Linked DNA regions of Podarcis muralis: region 1 is linked to region 2. A link is a contact called in public Hi-C data. All regions are on one chromosome and are shown on one strand. Each heading gives the region's core, a stretch centred on a gene start, on an enhancer-like site or on the middle of the called end of the contact. The rest is flanking DNA. Distances are from core to core; before and after follow the strand shown. Region 1 holds the start of CRYM (crystallin mu). Region 2 holds the start of ERI2 (ERI1 exoribonuclease family member 2).

Region 1 (7,393 bases), core at 2,390-4,889, 280 kb after region 2:
AAACAGGAGCACTGTTGCTTGATGGGAAGGAACTGCAGGATCCGCCACGTGCTCATAAAAGGTCACCAGCTTGGTTGTCAAAGCGTCATCTTTCTCGCTGTAGGCAGGCATGATTCCTAAAAAGCTTACAAGCAGAAGACGGAGGCGGCGCGATGATCATTCAAGTGTGGTCTCTTCCCTCAGCAACTAAGCTAGCAAGTTAATCTAAAACTTTAAAGAAAGTGTAATGAATAACTTAAGCCACCAGGGTTGGAAGAAAGTTCGAGGGCTCTTTCATAAGTGCTGGCCAGTGTGGCCATCTGCTTTTAGTGGCACCCATCCGGGAGGAGTCCTAGGAAACTTATTTTCATGGTGCCAGCAGCTCCAGGGGCTAACAGTTTTCCCCTGCCAATGCCTTCATTGACACACACTGCCAAGCCAATACCTGGCACAGGGAGGACCAGAGATTTCCTACCCCTGTTTTATAGGCAGCCCAAGGCAGGTGTCAGCGAAAGACCTTGGGGATTATTTCTATGTTCATTTCTTTACTGAATTTTTACCCTGCCTTGTCGCGAATTCTCTGCGGCGCTTTAGCAGAAACGCTCAGAGTTCCAGATTCTTCAGTGCAGTGCAGTATATTTATGGTGAGCAAAAATATACAAATATATACCATAATCTATAGGTTATAATACACGAGCAGTTCATACAGTCAAACAGAGTACCTGGCTGCACCTTAAGGCAAATAGGAAGACCTTTCTATCTCTCTCTCTCTGGCCACACTCTTCTACACCACCCCCTTACTGCTGGACAGGTTTCCCTTTTAAACCGATGGCAGCCAATCAACTGACAGCACTTCCATAGAAAGTATTGTAGGCTCATCGCATCAAGCTAGCAAACTCAGGCCTGCAGACTTACTATCTCACACAGCATTCTGTGAATTCCTCCCAAAGAAACCCAGGGTGGCAAACCTCAAGCAAATCGCCACAGATGCAAGCGTTCAGGAACTTGTTTTCTCTTTCCCCCCACAAAAGAAGTCTTCTAAAATTGCGGGCTAAGCTTTTGCAACAATTTGTTTAAGGTTCAGCAAAGCAGGTTGGTAGGTCTGCTGTGGGTGTGTGAACACACAAACATACACACAAAGTTGCCACAATAAATCTGTTCTCATGTTCTAGCAGACCACAAGGCTCCTGACGTCATTATCAACAGCTCGCAATTTGGTTAGCTCATTTTTATGTGCAAAGTGCTTGGGTGACTGAATTCTACTTGGAAAGAACAACAGTTTGGAACTGTACAGAGCCAATCAAACCAGAAACCTGTGTGCCATCAGCACAGTGAGCATTGATGACAGCAGCATCTGGGCACAACAAAGATTTTGGGGACACCCTAAAGACTCAGAGTGCAACCATAACACCCTGATTAATGTCAAAAGCACAGGCAGTCAAGAAGCTGGCACGGAGAGCCCCAAAAATGGGCATTATGGGGTGTGCGGCAGAACTGGGTCAACCACAGATCTGCAGGATCCTAAGCCAATCAGTTTCCCAGAAAAGGGCTCAATTACACCACCTTGAAAGATTACCAAAAAAAATGCTCCTACATCTTCCAACTTGGCCAGCAGGCTGCGGATGCTTCCTAGGCTGGCTTCATTAATTACGAACCTTGAAATTTTGGGTCCCCTCCATACGGGTGCCAAAGTTTTGCAGCCGCTTTGTAGCGCAAACCCTGCGTTTTGTAGCGTGCCACGTCCCCAACTGAGTAATTGATACATCAAGCTGCGGTTCGAAGTTAACACCCAGAAATCCAACGTTGTCCAATTCACTCCAAACTGGTGCCAAAGTTTTATAGCTGTGTTGTAGGGTTTTGTCGTTTTGGGGCTTGCAGTTAATGAAGCTTCCCAGGTCCCCTTCCAAGAATTCTCTGCCCATCTACAATCCTATGCCCACTTTCCTAGGAGTAAGCCCCATTGAACTCAACAGGGCTTACTTCAGAGAGAACACAGAGGCATAGAATTGTAGAGTTGGAACATATCCAAAGGGTCATCTAGTCCCCAATGCTGGAATCACATGTGCAGGCATGCACTCAAATGTGTGTTCATGGACTCTAGGGTCCAAAAGGGAACAAAATGGGGAAAGTACAGCCTTTGATGACTGTAGGTAAAAAATTTCTAAAAAGCAAAAGTGACCCTTTGCAATGGGTGCAAGACAGACAGCACAATTCTATGCATGTTCATTCACAAAACTGGATGCGGGCGTTAGTCGTGCTTAGAGCTTGAACTTAAAATTAGTAACTGCTGAGAGCACACCTCAGCACTGCTCACTCCCTTTCTTCCCTGTGCAGCGAAAACAGCAATTGCTTTTATTATGTACACATTATGAAATTCAGCAAAATAAAACCCAACAATTATATGACTATGCTTGAAACTGGTTTGTACACGCCCAACTGGATTCCTTATTTTGTTGTATTTAGTTTACTGAACATTAACCTGTGCCAATTTTAAATATATATGGTTTAAAACTTGTAAATTGTGTGTGTGTAAGAATAGTTATTTCTTCTTCGTTGTTTGTCTTTTTTAATTGCTAAGTTGCCCCATCGATGTCAACACATCTACTCAAAGCATGACTAACACCACAATTTTTAACCATGTCTACTCAAGGTCCATGGGGTCACAAAGAGTCCGACACAACTAAACGACTAAACAACAACAACAACAACAACTCAAAAGGAAGCTTTATTGAATGCATAGGGAGCTCATTCCCAGGTAAAGTGGGTTTAGGATAGCAGACTATGTCTGGATCCAATTTATAACCAGATCCCATGGATTTACTCCCAGGGAAGCCCACAGAGTGCGGCGGGCACAGAAAGATCCCAGTTTCTCCAGGTTAATTTCGTCAGCTTACATCCGTAGGAAACGTCAACCAGCTTTAGTCGTGCTGGGAGCTGACCCGCGGCTGAAATTCTTGGAACGAATTCCACCGGGTCTCCTCTTATGTAAGCCTTAGTTGGATTGCATTCAACTAACTTGTACTCAGAGCGGACCAGTTAATAAGCGTGAATAAGTGGGGTCCATTAGATCCAATGGGTCTACTCAGAGTAGCAGTAACTTGAATCCACGAGTGCTAGCTCCCGCGACCGGGGATACCCTGGGTCGTGGGTGCCAGGCACGCTGTACCGAAATATGTGGGTGCCCGGCCCCTTCGTGGGGAATTTTGTGGGTGCTGGGGCACCCAGAGTCCCAAAGAATTAGTCCCTATGCTTGAATCAAACTCATTATATTTATTGCATGTCATGGCGGGCGGGGGGACATCCCTACAAACCGACCCCCCCCCCCAAAAAAACCCCACATGACCTGGGGATATACCTAGCAGGAGATCCCCATCCCGATCCCGGATCCTCACCCGCTGTACTTCTGGATCGGCACCACGGTGCGCACCGGCTGCACGACGCCTCCCTCGGCGCCGCTGGAGAAGTTGGCCAGGGCCGTGGCCAGGGCGGGGATGAGCCGGCTGGCGGCGGGGAAATGTTTCTCCACTTCTCCGGCCGCCAGGAAAACGGGAGGCGGCACGGCGTGGCTCATGGTGGGGACTGCGGAGAGCAGAGGCGGCGGCGGCGCCCGGTGCCCCTCGACTGAGAGTCGCCCGCTGCCAGGCGCCCGCCCCGTCTCGCCGCCCGAGAGGCGGCGGCGCCCAGCACCCCCTGGCGGACGAGACGCCTGCTGCTCCCGACGGAGCTGGTCCGGGACCTCTGAGCAGGGAACCCCCAGGAAGGTCCTCGGAGGGTTGCCGGCTTCGATCTGGCAAAATACAGGACCGGTTGGGGGAAGCGGCTCCCCCCCCCCCCACACACACACCCTGTGCTGAAGTGACTTGAAACTGCAATCTGTTGGAACCTAACGGGGTGGCCCTCTGGAATTTGTCTCTCTCTCTCTCACACACACACACACACACACAAATACCTGAATTTGTAAATCTGTCTGCCCTTGGCTACCCAGAGCCCTGGGCATAGCCAAGGGGGGCAGAGAGGGGCAGCTGCAACCCATTAAATCAATAAAATTCAATAAAAAATACATAGCAAACTGAGGTTCGCCCCCCCCCAACAAAAATCCTGGCTAGACCCATGCCCAGAGCTTATGCATGACTTCCATTGTTGGAAGTCGCCCAGAGTGGCTGGGGAAGCCCAGCCAAATGGGCGGGGTACAAATAAATTATTATTATTATTATTATTATTATTATTATTATTATTATTATTATTATTTCACACACCCTTTTGAACACATGTATTTGGAGAGGAGACAGACAAACAAACAAACAGACAGAGAAGATTTGAAATAAAGGACAAAATTGTATCATTACAGGACATAGCATTTTACATTGCAATGCAGGACAAACCTGTATTATACAAGACAGGTGGCAACCCTGCTAAGGGATGGATCTACTGTGAAACAAATGAATCTTAAGCTTCAGGGCCCCTAATCCTTTGGGGCCCAGAAGCGACTTTAGTCCACATTGCTTAAGCTTTTTGGGTCTACTAGACCCAACTGGAGTCACACGACTCAAATTGATTATTATTTTTATTGTATCTATTTCAAAAGTCCCAAAGTTTGAGAGTCAGCAGCACAGGTGTTGTAAAGGTGTGGTGATCTGTCAAGGAACAACCCCACTGAATAAGGCAACAGTGGTGACCAAGACCTTGTTGTCAGTTGTGAAGGCTAGTCGTGCCTATTGATTTCGATGGGTTGCCCATAACTAACTTTTACTTATAGTTGACCTGTTGATATTAATAGAGCTAAGTTAAACATGTCTTGATTTCAATGGGTCTACTTTGAGTAGGTCCAACAGTGCATACAACCCTAAGGCTTTCTTTATTAGGCATTCCAGGCTGTGAATCTCCCTTCCCAGATGGGTTCCCTTGACTCTTGCACTCTTAAACTAAAGGCAGATCCTAAAACCTTTTGACTCTGCCAGACTTAAACTGTGGATTAACGTCCCGCCTCCCTGTTTTTATGCTCAGCTGTTTAGTCCATGCTTTGGATCCTGTTGTGCAAATCAGAAGTTTGGTCATTCCAACTGGGTTTGTGTGTTTTTCTGTCGTTTTGCTTTACTGTACTTCATGAACTTAAGAAAAGCAGGGAATGTATTGTGATGAAGATAAAAATGAAAAAAATAATAAAAACTATTTAAGAAAAGAAAAGCAGGGAATGAATTTTGAAATATACCGGTAAACTGTGTGCAAGAGTGTGCATGAGAAAGAGTGAATCTTCTGTTGACGGGTGACTTGTAGATCATCCTGGGTTTCTTCAGAGCCACTGTCTTATGGTACTCTCAGCCCTTCCAGGACAAGTGCTCTTACCAAGCTTCCCCCCCTCCAAAGAATCCTGGGAACTTTACGTACTGGTCGGCGGTTCAAATCCCCACGATGGAGTTTTTTAGTTTATAACTATTTATTTGAATAAATAGTTATTTGAAGGGATGCAGGTGGCGCTGTCTAAACCACAGAGCATTGGGCTTGCCAGTTAGAAGGTCGGTCGTTCAAATCCCCGCAACAGGGTGAGCTCCCATTGCTCGGTCCCTGCTTCTGCCAACCTAGCAGTTCAAAGGCACGTCAAAGTGCAAATAGATAAATAGGGACTGCTCCGGCAGGAAGGTAAATGGCGTTTCCGTGCGCTACTCTGGTTCGCCAGGAGCGGCTTAGTCATGCTGCCCACATGACCCGGAAGCTGTCTGCGGACAAATGCCGGCTCCCTCGGCCAGTAAAGCGAGATGAGCACCGCAACCCGAGTCGGCCTTTACCTTAAGCGGAGAACACAGTTCCCAGGATTCTTTGGGTGAAGTCATGTGCTATAAATGCGTGGGGTGAACCTCCACTCCTCCTGCAAGGGTCATGATTTAACTTGCTTCCCCCAAACTGCACCCACCTGCCTCACACCTGACATCATAGGTGGGGCACGTACAAGACCTGGCTGCAAAGGCGCTTAAATGTGTGCTCCTGGTTGTTCCTTGACAAGTGGGTGGCAGTTTCTGGATGGTAGTACCGCAAATCACCTTTACAGAGAGAACAAAAGAAATGAATAGAGCGTGCTTTATTTAGAACATGCAGCTTTCGCTCCCGATCCTCGAGAATTAAAGCAATGTAAAGATTTATCAGAATTAAGGATAGATGTCCTTTCTTCTTCAAATGCAAGGGGGGGGGGGAGAGAGAAAATCAAATTTGCGAAACGCTCGTGAGTTACAACTTAGGTGGCTGGAGGGTCAGCCCGCGAGCTAACTGCGCACAGCAGAGTTTTTAGTCCTCAGGTTCTGTTTTCGTCCTTTGCCATCCAGGATTCTACCAACTGCAAATGAGAACCGGACGTGTATGATGATTCTTAGCGGTGAACGATTATCCCCTTGATGGACTGGCCTGCGACGCTCTAGCCGCTTTCCTCTCCTAGTTTCCATGCTGGAACAACGTTCCCCTACCTCTACGGGGCGGGGGCGTTTCCCTAGTCGCAGGCGCTGGGCGCATAGACGCGAGATTATAGAAAGGCTCCGCTTTCTCTATGGTTCGGGCGGCGCGGAAAGAGTGGCAGTGCGGCGTGGACCGGAAGAGCCTTCCGCTTCCTGGGCGGCCATCTTGGATTTCTTCCCCGGGGAGGCTCCGGAGGGCTCTGTGGCGGTCGGAGACCATGAAGCCCATTCCGGCGGCAGCGCGGTGCCTCTCGGTGAGTAGCAGCGCCCTGGAGGCGGCGGCGGTGAAGGGGCGGGAGCCCGGAGCGAGAGAGGCGCCTGGGCCGGTGAAGGCCCGATGGAGGAAGCGCAGCGCCCGCTTCCCGGGAGCGACCTTGACTCGGGCCTTCGACCGGGGAAGGAGGGGAAAGGGAAGGCCGGCGCCTCATCCATCTCCGGGCGCCGCTCCTCCTTCTCAGCAACCGCTTTGGGGAGAGAAGAGGGTGGTGACAGACCCCTCTTCTGCCGGGAGGCTGAAGGTCGCTACAGGAGCCCCGAGGTCGGCCTGTCCCTGGAGCCCCAGCACCATCGGAAGCTGTCAGTCGGCGTTTCCCCTTTAGACGTACGCAGGACAGAATGCTGTTCGCTCCGGCAGGGGGAGAAATGACCGTTGAAAACGAAGGAAAGAAATCACCGCACGGAAACACACACACCCCCAGGCCACAAATTAGTCTCTAGGGAGAACGGCTAAGCTATTCATTTATTTCGTAAAAAAAATTATGCATCGCTTATTGCAAACAACGGCAACACATCCAAGTGCTTTACAAAAAGAGGAAACCAGAAAATTCAGGAGAAATTGCAAGAACAAGAAGCTAAAAGCAGATTAAAATTCACACCAGCGTTTCTGACTAAGCATCAGGGTAGGGTTGTCTAAGGTAAAAAAGTAAAGGATCCCTGGACGGTTAAGTCCAGTCAAAGGCGACTATGGGTTGCCC
Region 2 (6,603 bases), core at 2,231-4,730:
CCTTCAGCGAAGCGGCAGGAGCAACGGAGCCCCTTCCATTTCTCCTCCCGCTTAGTTGAAGGGGCGCTGCGCAGCTCTCCCTCTCAGCTGAAGCCGGGAGAGTCTTGCTCTCCCAGCTTCAGCAAAAGGAACCCGAAGCCTTCGGAGCGCGGAGGGAACGCTCCCTCTGTGCTTCGGAGGCTTCGTGTTGCTATCGCTGAAGCCAAGGAGCCTGCATTTGCTCCATAGGACGCACACACATTTCCCCTTAATTTTTGGAGGGGAAAAAGTGCGTCCCATAGAGCGAAAAATACGGTAATTGCAACCGTGCCCCAGGTTTAAACAAGCTAGTTGGTCAAGGGAGCCATACTCAAAAAAGTTGAAAACCTCTGATCTAAGGGCATGGTAAGAGGTGTGCCCCAAATACCAGCTACTGTTATGTTCCAGCACCCACCTCCAGTCATTCATGTAAATTAAGTATCAAAATATGAATATGGTAAAGGTAAAGTACCTAGGGGTTAATATAACAGCCAAAAATCTGAGTCTATTTAAGGATAATTATGAAAAATGTTGGTCTGAAATTAAGAGAGACTTGGACAGTTGGGCAAAACTGAAGCTTTCTTTGTTAGGACGAATAGCTGCGATTAAGATGAATGTGCTGCCAAAGATGTTGTTTTTGTTTCAAACATTGCAAATTGTGGATAAAACGGAGTGTTTCCGGAGGTGGCAGAGAGATATTTCCAAATTTGTCTGGCAGGGCAAAAAGCCCAGAATCAAGTTTAAGATATTAACAGACGCAAAGGAAAGAGGGGGCTTTGCCCTGCCAGACTTAAGGTTGTACTATGAAGCCGCAGCTTTCTGCTGGCTAAAAGATTGGCTACTTCTCGAAGACACTGATGTGTTAGATTTGGAAGGTTATAACAATGCTTTTGGTTGGCATGCATATTTGTGGTATGACAAAGTTAAGATCAACAAGGCTTTTAAGAACCATATTGTCAGAAAAGCAGTGTTTAATGTCTGGACAAAATACAAAGACTTATTGGAAAACAAAACTCCAAGGTGGCTCTCACCTTTGGAAGCTAAGGCCCGGAAAAGACCCAATATGGAAGCCTACTGGCCAAAATATTGGGAACTGTTAGAAAAAGATGGAGATAATTGGAAACTGCAGAGTATGGAGAAAATGAAAGACTATGTGCGAGACTGGTTACACTACGCTCAGATTAAGGAAATTTTTAAAAGTGATAAAAAGTTAGGATTCCAGGTGGAGAAATCGAAGTTGGAAACAGAACTGTTAGAACCTAAGACTAAGGTACTTTCAAGAATGTATAATTTGCTGTTGAAATGGAACACACAAGACGAAATGGTTAAGTCGGCTATGATAAAATGGGCACAGGATATTGGGCATAACATTATGTTTGAGGACTGGGAAAGGTTGTGGACCACTGGGTTGAACTTTACTGCATGTAACACTTTGAAAGAAAATGTAATGAAAATGATATACAGATGGTACATGACCCCAGTTAAACTCGCCAAAATATACCATTCGTCTGATAACAAATGTTGGAAATGTAAAGAAAATGAAGGAACATTCTTTCACCTCTGGTGGACTTGCCCTAAAGTGAAGGCCTTCTGGGAAATGATATATAATGAGCTGAAAAAGGTATTTAAGTATACCTTTACCAAGAAACCAGAGGCCTTTCTTTTAGGCATTGTCGACCAGAAGGTGTCAAAGAAAGATAGAACATTTTTCATGTATGCAACAACAGCAGCAAGGATACTACTCGCTAAGAACTGGAAAACTCAAGATCTACCCACACTGGAAGAATGGCAGATGCAACTGATGGACTATATGCAACTGGCGGAGATGACTGGCAGAATCCGAGACCTGGGAGAAGAAAGGATTGAAGAAGATTGGAAGAAATTCAAGACTTACTTACAGAAATATTGTGATTTAGTGGAATGTTAAGAAGGATGCTTGGTTATAAATAATTGGCCATCACTAAAATAGATCAGGAATTGATGATAAGAGAGATTAAGAGAAACAAATTTGCAGGAGAATTATTTTATTGTATTTAAGTAAGTGGTTACAGATTTGGAAATAAGATTATAATTTGCTTGACAAAAACTTATTAATGATGTAAGTGGGAGCGGGAGACGTGAGGAAGTTTAAGGATATTATGAAATTTTGTTAAAACAAAGTAACAATGTTTATTAATATTGTATTCTTCTTTCTAAAAACCCTAATAAATATTTATATAAAAAAAAATATATGAATATGAATTACACATAGAGTTTGGGATAGGTAGGTTGGGAATTATATACAAATAAACTGCATGAGCAATGTTTTGATAGCTCCATTATTAATTTACCGATCACACAGAAGCAGTTCTCAAACAATATTACTAAATCTCCACTTACTGATTTCTTGAGTGTAACATTTTCTGCCTTCTTTCCAGCACGTAGACTCAAAATCAATAATTACTAAGTAGTCAAACAACTGCCCTACGGAATCAAGTGAGGATTGTGTTATTGTGTTATTTGCGAGAGTAAAGACAGTAATTTTTGCTTTGCAATTCAGACACAGTACTCACTCAGTTTGGGTTTGCCATGATTCTGGCCACCAGGCGATGTTTTAGAAATTCTTCTAATAATGCCAAGCTGCCTACAAAAATAAAAATAAAAAATAAAAATGCAAACACATACTGGAAGATTTAATCTCTCAATAGCAGAACAATATTTTGGGGGGTAACCAAGTGATCGAGATTCAGGCCTGAGGTTGCCGAATCCCTTGAGAAAAAGTGTGGAGAACAGTTCGGACAACTGGTAATGAAATGCAAGTGGCCCAACCTGTAACCTATTTACACGAAGCTCAAAAAAAATGGGATAAAAGGGGAGAGAACGGGGGGGGGGGATGGGGGCTTGTTCCAGACATCTGGCAGCATCTTTTCTTTTCACCAGCTCCCTCCACCCCCTTATTTTAAACATCCAAACCTTCCCAAGGGAAAAGAAACCCACAAGGCTTGTTAACCAGGGTGGTGCAGTGGTTAGAGCACCAGACTAGGGCCTGGGAGAGCAGGGTTCGAATCCTCACTCAGCCAAGGAGCTCCCTGGGTGACCTTGGCCCAGTTACTGCCTCTGAACCTAACCAACCTCACAGGGTTGTTGGGTGGATTAAATGAATAGGGGGGGGGGGCACGTGCGCTACCTAGAGTTCCTTGGATAAAAAGGCAGTGTATAAATTAAATTTAATTAATTAATTAATTAAATAATCCGAGAGCCCACTAGGGAAATGGAGGAAAAGAAGGATGCAGCGCCTGTTGTAGGCCTCACCTGGCCAACTTCTTCGTCGCCATGGCTACGGCCTCCCACCCCCATCCCCCAACGCTCCACGCTCCTCACTCCTCTCCGTTTCCGGCCTCCGTTTTGAACAGCCCGCGGATCCCGCCTCTTATCGATGCCGTCGACAAATCGGCTACTAGAGTCTGGTCCTTCTGACTTCCGGGGAGCTCTCTGTTCTTCTCCGGAGTCCCCGCTCGCGACTTCTCCAACAGCCTATGCGGCGCTCCGAGAGAGCGGGTGGGTGGGCGAGTAGCCTAGGCCGAAGGAAACGATTGCCGATCTGAAAGTTTTCCTCGATTGGGAGCTCCGCTCTGCACCCCGCGAAGGCAAACGGAGGAAGAAGGTGAGCGTCTCTCCTGCTTAAACGACCGTCGTTCTTTGAATGGCGTTTCTATGTCCCCGGGGGGGACGGGAGAAGCAGCTATGCGGGGTTTGCCTTCAGAGGGCAGGAGGAGGAGAAATCCCCCCCCGGATAATCGCACATGGCTGCAGGTCTCCCAGCGGTCTACTCGTGAGTAGTGCTGACATTGGCTCTGTAACCTGCAGTCTTGAGTCTCCTCACCATTATTGCACACGCTGTGGGTGTCCCTGCACCTGCTCCATGCTATTTAGGCTGCCATGCACACCATATGCTTAATCCTGGGAGCTGTAGTTTGTTATGGGTGCTTGGAATTGCACACTACGGTTCCCAGGATTTGGGGAGGGGGAATCTGTTTTAATTGTATGGTGTGTATTACAGCCTTTTCACGACAGAACATTTATTTCCTCCCTTTATTATTATTATGCATGTCATACCCTCACAACATTTTCCTGATGAAAATAGGGATCTCCTGTTCCATAATGATAATTTTACTATTTATAGCCCACACAGCTTACAGGGTTGCCCCAGCCACTCTGGGCAGCCTTCAATACATATAACAACATTTTAAAAAATACCACTTCCCTATACAGGATTGCCTTCAGATGGCTCGGGGGTTGGATAACTATACCCTCCAACATTTCTCGAATGAAAATAGGGACATCCTAAGGAAAAGTGGGACATTCCAGGATCAAATCAGAAACCAGGACGGCTTCTCTAAACCAGGGACGTCCCTGGAAAATAGAGACACTTAGAGGGTCTGGCATGTTGCTATGTGCTTGGCTTCACCAGAAGTATGTTTGTTCCATAATGGCTTCCCCTTCAGTTGTGGATTGGATCTAGAATAACATGACAATCCTAACCATGTCTACTCAGAAGTGTGCCCTATTGAAGTCAATGGGGTTTCCTCCCAGGTAAGTGGGAGTATAGTTGCAGCCTAGGTAAACGGAGCTTTTGTCCTGTTGAAATCATTAATACAGATTAATTATGATTTACTTTTAAGTACCATTGTTAATTTGAGTGTTCTCAAAGGGGAGGGCCTGCTACAGCAGTGTAGGGTGCTTCCATTTCATTGCCCCTTATTGAAGGCAATGGAGAAGTAGAGGACACCGAACTCTCCCCTGCTTTCAGTGTGGTATAGGTTGCAATCATTGGCACACCTCCTAGAGAGTAAGCCCCATTAAGTTCAGCAGGACTTCTGAGTGCACAAACGTAAAACATAGAACAAACGTATTCTGTTTTGTGACTATAAATAGCTTAGCTGGTTAGAACCATTGTGTAAATGCTCCCAGTTATCATTTATTAAATTTGAATACGGCCCTCCATGCATAGATCTCAAGGCAGCTCACAACACAAAAATACAAGATAAGAAAACACACACATAAAACAAGAGAACGAAAACAAAACAGTAGCCCCTACTCCCTCCCACAACACAGTTGCAACATGCTGAAACTCATTTCAAATGTGGTAGAACATTGCCCTGGTTTCCTCCCAAAACACACAAACTTGTAAATAAGAAATATGTCTTTATTCAGACGGCTAGCAGTACAGGCTCAGCAGCTAACACAGGACTCAGGAGTTCAAGAGCAGGGCAAGAAGTTCAGAACCAGACAGAAGCAACAAAGATGTCACAACAAGTTTCCCCACCCATCCCACTGAGCTTTTAAAGCTGAGAGGTGGTGTGTTCACTCAGGAGACTCTCTTGCCTTGCGGGGATGTTGAGATTGTGAGTGTGCTCTCTGGTGGGGTAGATGGGTCTGCTTCCATCTGTGAAGGCAGCTCCTGAGTAGATGACAAGCACCTTCCTGATCAGTTGCCACTTCCTGTCAGCCACAACCCCTTTGACAGATCAAAACCCTATCCGGTGGTTGCCAAACAGCCCTCCAGATGTTTTGGGACTACAACTCCCATCATTCCTGGATAACAGAGCCAGTGGTCAGGGATTATGGGAATTGTAGTCCCAAAACATCTGGAGGGCCGAGTTTGGCCACCACTGCTATGCAACCTCCACTGAGGCTTTCTGCTCCACATGTGGGTCGGAGGGGAGAGCTCACATCCTTCTTCCTCTTCCAAAGCAATTGTAGTTGAGTGAAAAGAGGAGATTTGCCTGCCTTCCACCCAGGTTCCCACAATCCACCCCACCACGCCATTTCCTCCTCTTCTGTCTGTGCCTGCCAAGGGATGCCAAATTGGGTTGTGGTGTTTGTTATATTTTGTTCAACTTAAATCTGTTTCCAGCTATTTTATTTCCTGATTCGTCTTTTTGGCAGATACAACACCCACACACACACCCCAAGGAAAAAACCCCAACCCCATACTGATGGACAAAATGGATACAGCAACCGATGTCATGAAAAAGAAACGGCCCTGTGAAGATAATGAAAAGACAGAGAAGGTTAAAAAGAGAAGGAAGGTTGATGAAAGCGATGTTTGCCAAAACCAGCAGAAAGCTAAAAGCGATGTAAGTGTTCCTGCTATTGCAGGAGATCTGCTCTCAGTCTCCAATCTCAGCAAAAAGTAACAATAAGTTGTGTACTAGAGTAGACCCATTGGAAATAATGACCCTACGTTAGTCACACCTATTAACTTCAGTGGGTTAACTCTGAATAGGACCAGCACTGGATACAACCCAGTGCTTTTTTACCAGCTTTGACTGTTGCCCTGGCTACAGCCATTTCTGGACCAGAGTAGCCTAACCACAGTTTTCAGGGTGCTGGTCACCTCCATATTGGATTACTACAATGCACTCTTTGCAGGGCTTCCCCTGAAGTTGTCCCGGAAACTGCAGCTAGTACAAAATGTAGCAGCCTGAATGCTCACTGGGCCAAAATTCAGGAGAGCTCTTGCAAAAGGCCATGCTTGATCAAAAGTGGCCATCATATTAAGACACATCACCTCCAGGCCATGTATGTGTGAAGCCAGTGTGC

The links. Hi-C and Micro-C count contacts between places; a contact is called where the count stands out from the background.
Region 1: a Hi-C map of blood shows a contact between it and region 2, with 4 times the contacts expected there. The contact joins the promoter of CRYM here to the promoter of ERI2 in region 2. A contact is called at or near these places in 2 of 3 Hi-C or Micro-C datasets (blood and tail).

What each region holds. Positions count from the first base shown.
Region 1 is chr14:42,591,381-42,598,773 of rPodMur119.hap1.1, forward strand. It overlaps CRYM (crystallin mu), which reads right to left and starts at 3,640. Exons shown (of 8, transcript XM_028706482.2): 1 at 3,372-3,640; 2 at 1-124. The coding sequence starts at 3,550. UQCRC2 (ubiquinol-cytochrome c reductase core protein 2) reads left to right here and starts at 6,497. Exons shown (of 14, transcript XM_028705785.2): 1 at 6,497-6,673. The coding sequence starts at 6,512.
Region 2 is chr14:42,308,121-42,314,723 of rPodMur119.hap1.1, forward strand. ERI2 (ERI1 exoribonuclease family member 2) reads right to left here and starts at 3,481. Exons shown (of 9, transcript XM_028707097.2): 1 at 3,310-3,481; 2 at 2,571-2,641; 3 at 2,398-2,481. The coding sequence starts at 3,332. REXO5 (RNA exonuclease 5) reads left to right here and starts at 3,557. Exons shown (of 20, transcript XM_077918534.1): 1 at 3,557-3,661; 2 at 5,947-6,137. The coding sequence starts at 5,997.